2 separate regions of the Hordeum vulgare genome follow, and region 2 is linked to region 1. A link is a contact called in public Hi-C data. All regions are on one chromosome and are shown on one strand. The core of a region is the stretch at or near the end of the contact, and the rest is flanking DNA. Distances in the headings are between cores, read along the strand shown. Region 1 holds the start of LOC123452205. Region 2 holds the start of LOC123452208.

Region 1 (4,745 bases), core at 1,276-3,775:
CTATTTTATTATTTCCTCTAGGGCATATTTCCAACAGGCGGAGCTCTCTAGCCGGAGCTCATAGAGAACAACAGTCGAAGGCTAGAGCTGACCTGCGTGAGGCGGTGTGTCTAGTGTTGCATCTGGGATGTTAGTCAGGGAGGAACAGGAGGAGAAGGGAAACAACCACACGCGAGGGAAGCTCGACCGAAGTGGCCTTGCAGGTTGTCTGGGCCAAGCGACAACCATGCATGGTGGTGACCGTTGGCTAGCCCGACGATGCGCGGGTGTGAGAAGGGAGAAGGAGTTGGTCACGACTGAGTGGTGACCTCATCTTGGTTTTGTGGGGGGTAGCGAGCAGCGATGGCGATTATGTCTGGGCCTTTTCTTAGTTGTCTATGTGCGTGGTATTTTTACCGGACTGCAAAATAATTTGGGCTATTCTGGGTCGTGGCCTTATAACCAAATTACCCAAATAAATATTGGATTTCCAAAACTTCTACCCGATATAGTGCTTGGGTTTTGTGGGTTCGGGCAATACAAGTTTGGTTTTTCAGGTTCAAGCTTCAGGTATCTGGTTTTTTGCCCACCGTAGTTCGAGGAGGTAACATGCATTCGATCTCGTAGGGTTGTCCATGAAACCCTAGTTACAATTTCCTTTTTTCCATACTTGCATTTATCTTCTCTTTGCACCAACTTCCATGCCCTTGCATGTAATTGCTCATTTCTATTTAATGACTACATTCAAATCAGCATTGAAACCTACCATCTACCAGCCTTTTCTTTTATACACCCTAAGTTTTCTTCATTTTCCTTTACCTTCCTAGGTCGGTTCGTTGCATGTCCCATGCAAAAGGTTTCTATCTCCTTTCTCTTGACGTGCATGGCCCATGCAGGCCACTTCCCAAAATAGTCCTTTCGCCTTTAGATCTCCACTCCTCCATCGCCTCCACATGCATACTACTTGTTGGTTCACCACAAACCATCTCGTCGTTGCCCCTAGCCTATTATTGCATCGACAACCTTCTCAGTATTACAATTCCATATGCTTGTTTCATGTCCTTGAAAAGGTTAGCTTTTATGTTTGCAACTGTAGTCATACCCTTCACTACCCTATCTATCAACTTCATAATGCTTGATCTCTCTCTCATCCCTAGTTGATCAACATTTCAGTAGGATTAAAATCCATTGTCTTTTCTCCATGGGAGATTTTAGAGCCACAACCACACTGTCGAAGCGAGCATTCCTCATGGAGTCTTCCACGTTCACTGCCCCATGAATTGCTTTCTTTTGCCATGGTCCCCCCTCCGGTGGTATCATTCCCAATCATTTTAACATATTGACGCACCACACATTTCTTCATTTTTATTGAGCACCCTTATTTGTGTGACCAATAATCGCTCTCATCCAACGTTTTAACACATCTAGGCATTCACCCTAAGTTATTGCCGTACAACCATCCCATCTTCACTAGCAGTAACTTCTTGAACTTCTCCTATTGCTTCTCCTCATCCACTTATTCACAATCAATAGATGTAGGTCCAGAATTCACAACCAAATTGGTATACATGAAAACTCGTACTTCTCAATGGTTTTGGTAGCATCAAAATCCCCCATCACAAGTAGATCATCGTCGAACTTCTAAGGGCCCTCCTCCGATGCTTTGTGTTTCCCGAAAGGCTTGATAGAATGTCAAGAAGACATTCTCATCGAGATATTTGAAGTTAGGGGCACTAGATCTTGCAAATTGTATTGATCAATCCTTCAACATTGGCTTTATAGAGATCAGTTTCCACATCGCGCGAGGTTTCATTGTCACAACCTTACTAGCGATCTTCAACTTGTTTTCTTGGATCTAACAACTGCACTTTCTTCATCAGGCCTTCCACTCCCTCCATCACTGACATTAAGGCAACACTAGACAACCAAACAAGGTAAACAATTGTATGAAAATTGAGATTATGTGAAGGGATTTTCATGGTAGGGGAACGTGGGATCCCGACCTCTCCGTCACAAACTCTAAACTAGGATGTTGAAGTGGAGATAAGAAAAATGGGGGTATACAGATCACACAGAATAACACATCACAAGAACATGTGCCACAAGGAAGAATCAACAATCAAGAGCGAGATTAAAACCCTATCAAAAGGTTAGGTAGCCCCGATCATGTCACTACTGCTTTTGTTGGTTGAGAAGGTTTTCATTACTGCCATCACTTTGAAGCCAAGGACATGTGCCATCTTCGTCCTATGTAGGTTGCAGGTAAGAAATACCAGATATGATGGTTGTTGAGTGTGGACGATGGAGAAAGAAAGAAGATAGACATCAAGTGATCTCTGAGGTTTTTCGATGACCTCATTGCTATAGAGATAATATAAGATCTATATAATTAATGTTTTCAAATCGAGTAACAAGAGACAATCATGGGTTGTCACCCACCTAACATACTACTACTACATCACATACGGTTAGACCCTAGGCCCTAGAGTATTCTACGGGGGCGTTTACATACGGCGTCTACATACATGCCCTAGCACACTCTCTCAATCTCAACGTGTCTCTCGGTCTCGGTTCGATTGCAGTTATCAGTGTCTGTCCTCTCCCCCTCCTCGCCGTCCCCGTTCCCCTCGTTCTTCAGGCTCCTCCCCTCTCCTCTCCCCTCCCCTCCCCTCCCCATCGCTGGTAAGATCACGCGAGGAGCAAATCTCATACCCTATCCATCCCGAGGCCCGGCAGATCTCTCCCCGCTAGCCGCCCACCGCCGCGCCCTACATCCGCCTCCCGCCGCCCGCCTCAATTCCGCCCGCCGACCGCCGACCGCCTCAGCCCCGCCCGCCCTCGCCGTCCCCGTTCCGTCCAGTTCTTCCTCGTCGGCGCATCGCGTTCCTGCCTTCTCCCTCCACCCCGTACCGCCGTCCTTGTTTTCATTCGTTTCGATGTGTGGGGTTTGATTTTATCCGGCGACTGGTTAAGTCCCGCTGAACCTCACGACCTCTGGGTGTGCCGCCGCGCACGCCCGGAACGCCGTCTAGATCCGCCCCTGGTGCCAGGGGTCGTCGGAGGGGTTTGGACCTGGGGAGATGACCAGTATCTCCACGAACCAGTTCGGCTCCGGCGGCAGCAATGGAGGGTCTGCCTCCAGGCCGCACGGCAGGGATATTGTGGTTTGGACCGAAGAGATGAATGAGTATCTCATCGACTCGCTCCTGCACCAGCAGGATATCGGGAAAAGGAGCGCCGAGGGCAGGTTCATGACCGTCGCTTATGAGAGCGTCATCACCGGGGTCGGCGAGAGGTTCGGGGTGGGGATCGACAGGTCCAACATCAAGAACCGTCTCAAGCATGTCAAGGACATGTTCCATGAATGCGAGAACCTTTTCGACAAGGAGAGCGGGATTAAATGGAACCCGGCAACCCGGAGGTTCCACGCCGACCCTCAAGTCTGGAGGGAATTGATTGAGGTCTGTGTGCCACTGATCAAGCATATATATATGTGTGTTGCCAAGCTGATATAATTTCTTTTGCTTTGATCTTGTAGAAAAAACCAGAAGCCAAGAAATGGATGACGAAGACCATTGACCATTACGATAGGTTATTGGAGTTATTTGGTAAGGATAGGGAGAGACGACCTGCTTTTGAGAACTCGAAAGGTCCTTCGAAAAAAAAGGCGCGAATAGAACCACCAAAGGATAGACCTCAACGTCAACAGACGTCATCAAATGGCTTTGAGTTAGCGATCGTCCAAAGTTCAAATCAAGTAATGGATAAAAATGAGGTATCGATCCCTGAAGCTGAACAGTTGTCAACCAAATAGTGCATGTTATTTTGTTATGGTTGCTGATCAAAGTAAGCTTAGCATGGTGTTGGTTTCAGTGCCTAACTTTAGGTTATCACTTTCTTAGGCAAACCACCAATGTTTGTTTCATCGCTAGGTTTGTGGTCTACCATGTTTCCTTAGGGCTATTGTCACAATTGTGTGACGTGTGATTTGGTTGCCGTAGTTAATATGGCAAGCCATGATTTGCCAAACAACAAATGTGTCAATGTTGGCTAGGACTAAGCAGGACTTGAATCAGGGTCTTTTGCTTACTGGATGCGTATGGGAATATCAGAACATGGATAAATGGAAGCGCACTAAGTTATGCCTTTTAGCTTTATGGTGTGACTTCTCTCATAATCTACACATTCTTGTGCCATTCTGGTACAGTTGCCTGCTTGTACAATAAGTTGTTAATTTGTGAACCTATTCACTCGGGCAAGGTAGCTATTTGAATCGGCCTGTTTGTGTTTCTATATTTGAATATACTTGGTAATTAAGATATTCTCCCATGGCACTTTCTACTTGTGAATGAATTCGCCCTCTACCCCTAGAAATGAAATTTTACCAGTATTGTTCAGCAGAGTGATACACTTACATAACCTTAAGGCCCTGAATAACAACTTACTTGCTTCCATTATATTTGTATTAATCTTAATGGAGTGAGTGTTATAATATATCTCTGCTTTATATGGGGAAAAGTGTATTAAGAAATCTGAACCAGGGTAACTGTGTCCTAGTGGTAAATGAAATAAAACTTCCTTTTCTCAACAGCAACGTATGAATTTCAAGCATTTTCTTAACATGATTTCTTGGAAAACGTAATATTGGGAAAGTTCTATCTTAATATCTCCCGAGTTAAGTAGAATTTGAGCTGTGCATTGATTAGATTCTTGTTCCTTTCAGCTACCTGATGATGTGGTAGAAGAAAATAACTTTATTGGGGAAC
Region 2 (4,744 bases), core at 2,035-4,534, 160 kb before region 1:
ACTGACAAAGGTAAAGAGCAAAAGCTCCCAAAGTTATGACCCTGTCGAATTTACCAAAGTTGCAAGCTAGTGCCCAAACCAAACTAGCATCAGATAAGTTTCATGCTTGTGTGAAATAAAATAGAGATTTGGTGCTCCCAGAAAATCTAGCTGGTAACAGTATAACACAAAACACTGCAAGGATACTGAATCAGATGCTGTACCAAGTACTCCCATGTCAACAACATCCATATTTGAGTAAAAAGTAAGGTTTGCCATGACATATTTCAGGTTTCAGCAATATATTGCATCAACATGTCCTAGAGCTTTTACAGACTCACAGCTTTGTAATATTTAAGACCTACAATATTCAGGTCTAAACTTAAGCAACATAAATAGCATTGCAGCTTTAAGCCTTTAATTACTAATATCTACGCTAACACTCAACACTGCGATGTAAGGGTGAAGTGTACCTGACCCACCGCCGACAAGGAAGGCCATCCCTTGACCCCTAAGCTTCTGTTTGAGGATCATCTGTAGAAGAAAATGTGCATCTTTCATTTCCTGGCTAGCAAGTTGCCCAGAAGCATGCCAAATGAACTGAACACAAACTTGCAGGATCCACATGACCTCATAATCAATAAGGCACCTCAAAAATTATCCTACCTCTGCACCAATTTCAATGTTGCGTGGCCGCTGATCAACTGTACTTGTGACTGACACATCATTGACCGAGCAGAGGAAAGAATCTGCCTGCAATTTGGTACATTATGAGGTCCATGCGACTGTTTTAAAGCTGATTACAGAATTCAAGATAATTTACCTGGCAAAGTAGTTCTCCACCAAAGTTCGCTAGATCTATCTGTAACAAAAGCAAGCAATTATGGTGAGACCAAGACAACAGCTTCGGTTGACAATATAAGTAATATGTGATTTAAGATACCATGATCACTAAAATGAGCTATACATATTCGCAATGAGTGTATTATTACTAGTTTGACAAGATAAAACTGCAGCTACCCCTTTTTTAACTCAACAAAGACCTTAAAGCCAACATAGGCAGATAGGATAAACAAATTCATACTTAAACGTAACTTTAATGTTAATGCATCCTATTACCACCAAGAATTTATCTCATCATTACTTCCGAAGGACTAAAATTCAATGTCTGCAGCCAAGGACAATTGGTAACTACACAGCTAGTAACACAAACAAGTGACAGAATTCTATTTTGGAAACAAAGGATTTGTAAACTTTTAATGATGAGGAGAAATAATGATGTAATTGACATGAGCAACCTATGGCATTGCATGGTAAGTATAGAGACAACTCAGAGCTAAGCTGAAAAATAGAAGATGATGCTAAGACATAAACAACGTAATGACTGCACAGAAAAAATATACTAACAGGCAGTATCCTCCCAGGAAACGGCGCAGAAATCCCCACATATCCATCATCAGGGCCAGGATTGAAGAAAACAGTGCTGGTTATACTTTTTCCAAATATCCACTGCCACACGCCTCCGTCGTTTTCAGGCAAGTAATTGTTGTCCATCTGAATGTTCCCGGACATGTAACACATTGTACCTAAAAAGGTAAAAAGTACAGCAATCAATATTCAAAATATCGTGATATTTAAATTACTGCTGCACGGCACCCTTCCGAACCAAATACCCCCTATTAGGCCCATTAACTGGGCCCGCTGATTTATCGGTCTGATAGCCAATAAAAGGCCGAATTATCGGATGGGCTGGCTAACTGCCAGAGGAGGCATAGCTCATTTTGCCCACAAAATATAGCCTGGTTCCAACCCTTCTCCCAGCCGCACATATCCCTCCCTTCTCCCGTTCTAGGGTTAGGGCTTCCGCTCCTTCTCTAGAGGAGCCGCCGCCGCCACCACCTCCGCCCCAAGCAGCCGCCAGCAACATCAACCAGCCAGCGCCTCCCCTCCTCCAAGGAGCCTCCCTCATCCGCTCACCTCCCGTCATCCAGCAACGAGGAGCATCCAGTGCCCCCGCCCCCGAGCTTGCCGTCTCCTCACCGACCAGCCGACGGCGCCGTCCTCAAGATTGCTTCCCCAAGCTTGCTACTTCTTCCTGCTTCCTCGCCTACTCCGCCCGTCCTCTGTCCATGGCTTCCTCAAACATCAAGGTAATCTCCCCTCTCCTATGTGATCTGTGAAGATTCATGATGTGTATGTAACTATGTAGCCCAGGATCGCATATTCAGACATTTAGTACATAGTATGTTGCCATGTAGCCTAGTAGGATATATCAATACGACCCTAGTTAATCTAGCGAGAAATGGGTTATCGATAATTCAGTTAATAGGCCGATTCGCCGATTAATCCCTACTCAGCAGCGGACCAAGCAGCTAGCAGTTCCCCAAATCCTGAACATTGACAGCAATGAGAGAAAAAAGGTACACGCAAACAACCTATATGAGTGTCGCATCATACATAGAAAGAAAATAAGTGACATGATAAGCACCTTGCAGTAACAACTATCAACACACGGCTGATGCACAATGATTTTTCAAGGTGCTATTGAACAAAACCGAAGTGGGCATGCCAAATAGGTATACAAAACATTAAAATCGTTTTAGGAATAATATACAGTTGAAACTGTGGGTGACACTTTTTAACAATTTCTGCCAAGTGCCACATGAATACCAGGCTAGCAGACCCGAGTAACTAAAAATGTATTCGGCATGTCACTCAAACTATACTTGTTAAGCTTGCAACCTGCAAATTTCAGCCGCAGAACAGAAACGAGTGGGTTGAATTACCTGGTTTCGCCGTCAACTTGTCCTGCGACTTCACCATCACCTTAAAACCATTTTCCCATCAGTAATTAGAAATGAAGACAACTGAATTCATCTGAATATAGAACAGGCGAGCGAGAATTAGGCACCGGAAACTACCTGCAGGACCTGCACATCCCCACCGGATATCTGAAACGCCGTCACAGATCCCTGCTGGCTCTGCAAAAAGGGGAACCACGCAATTCAAACAGGATCAGATCATGAGAGGGGGTCCAATCGGGAGCAGAGCGCCACGGATCATGCGGATCCAGCCCCCACGACCTCGAATCCAGACCTAGCATCTACGCGGGGACGACAAACGTGCGAGACATGGGAGCAGCACCGACCTGGTAGACGTAGGGTTGGAAGGGGGTGGAGAAGAAGGGCGCGGCCATGGCGGCGGGCCGGAGCTCTGTGGAAGCTTCTAGAAGCGATCAGTGGGAGCCGACTCGGAGCGTCGTCTTCGGGATCGGGGGAGTTGCCATTTGAGGGGTTGCTTCGTGCTGAGCTTTAATTGCGAGAGATTTTATTTATTTTGTGGTTTCGTACGTGGGTTCATCTGTGCCGTCGGTTGCGCGCCGATCGGCCGTCGATGCGCGAGAGGCCACGTAGACCTTCTGCGCGCGTGGCGCTGTCCAATAGTTTGCCGTGGCTTGGGATGATGTGTCCTTGGCTGCAGACACTGACACTACCTGCCTGCGTGGCAGTGTCCACGTATACGTACAAGTGGGATTGAAACTACCACGAGGCGTTTGGTTACTTGAATTTTTTTTAGCACTTTGCATATTTTTTTTAACAGAGTACATTCGAAGTCGCTCACATACATGAGCGTACACCCACCCCTATAAACGCACGCACGCACACCTTATCCCTATGAGCACCTTCGAGAGGCTAAGCCGGCACATAATCTTGAGATTGACGAAGCCGCCACTGACGCCTTCATTATCGACGGGAACGTCTCCTCCCACTGAAAGTACATCGCCGGAAGACCTAAAATAAATCCAGAAAAATGCAAGCACCAATGTCAAGTCTGGGACTTGAACTCTGGTGGGCAGGGGATACCACAGCCTCCTAACCATCCAACCACGGATTGGTTTGCAGCACTTTGCATACTTGTCTTTTTTGAGTCCGATTAAGCTAATGCACGCATAAAAACATCATCTGTACTTAGTTTGATTGCTTGCATATAGATTGTCTGCATTAGAGAAGGATTTTTTTCTTGCCATTTGGTTTTGTGCATTGGCTTGGCAGATGCAAGTGACCTGTGTTTGGTTGGATGACAATGTGATTAAGAGTTAACACATACATATGAGAGAGTGAGTTACAATAGAGTTCTTAATAGTGTGCTCGCGATGGCGGACTTGGCGTTGACCCTATCGACGTGGATGAAGTTGTCGACCGTCTTCATGACGGCTAAGACGATCGCGCTCCGGTCGTTGACTTGCAATCAAGCTGCACAATGCGTCCAAAACACAAGGTCTTTATGAACGACAGTCCCGACAAACTCTCGAGTTACACAAAGGCATACGCGAGCGCCGCCCCTCCCTCGACGTCGACCTCCAATCCAAAATCATCCCCCCTAATCCAACACAGAGGGTTCTCTGCATGACCTCACGCTTCATTCGGTACAAAGATAGAGCGCCCGACTCACGGTGCCGACACGCCGCTGCATGGCCCCCGCCCACCGCCTCGCAGCGTAGCCCTACTTACGCTCCCGCCTCCGTTGGACTGATGCGCGGCCGTTGCGTCAGGTCGGAAGTTCGCCCCTGTCGGCTCCTCCGATGCACCGCCACGGACACCTGCTGATCGAGCTCGCCCACGCGTTCCACTCTCATCGTGTTGTTGCTCCAAGAGGTGATGGACTTTCCCAGCACCTGTTCCGAGCGCATATGCCTCCCATTCGAGCAGTCGCTTCTCCTCGCGTCGCGCCGGTCGACGAGCCGTTGGGACACATCATCATTCCC

The links. A called contact is a pair of places that touch in the nucleus more often than the background predicts.
Region 2: a Hi-C map of seedling shows a contact between it and region 1, with 2.8 times the contacts expected there. The contact joins the promoter of LOC123452208 here to the promoter of LOC123452205 in region 1. A contact is called at or near these places in 1 of 6 Hi-C or Micro-C datasets (seedling) and 1 of 1 datasets of contacts at active chromatin or transcription factors (embryo).

The regions. Positions count from the first base shown.
Region 1 is chr5H:526,130,557-526,135,301 of MorexV3_pseudomolecules_assembly, reverse strand. It overlaps LOC123452205, which reads left to right and starts at 2,525. Exons shown (of 7, transcript XM_045128816.1): 1 at 2,525-3,440; 2 at 3,518-3,754; 3 at 4,703-4,745. The coding sequence starts at 3,060.
Region 2 is chr5H:526,292,490-526,297,233 of MorexV3_pseudomolecules_assembly, reverse strand. LOC123452208 reads right to left here and starts at 3,284. Exons shown (of 10, transcript XM_045128819.1): 1 at 3,128-3,284; 2 at 2,901-2,960; 3 at 2,766-2,805; 4 at 1,387-1,565; 5 at 803-841; 6 at 646-732; 7 at 453-513; 8 at 1. The coding sequence starts at 3,175. It overlaps LOC123452207, which reads left to right and starts at 1,572. Exons shown (of 6, transcript XM_045128818.1): 1 at 1,572-2,129. The coding sequence starts at 2,109.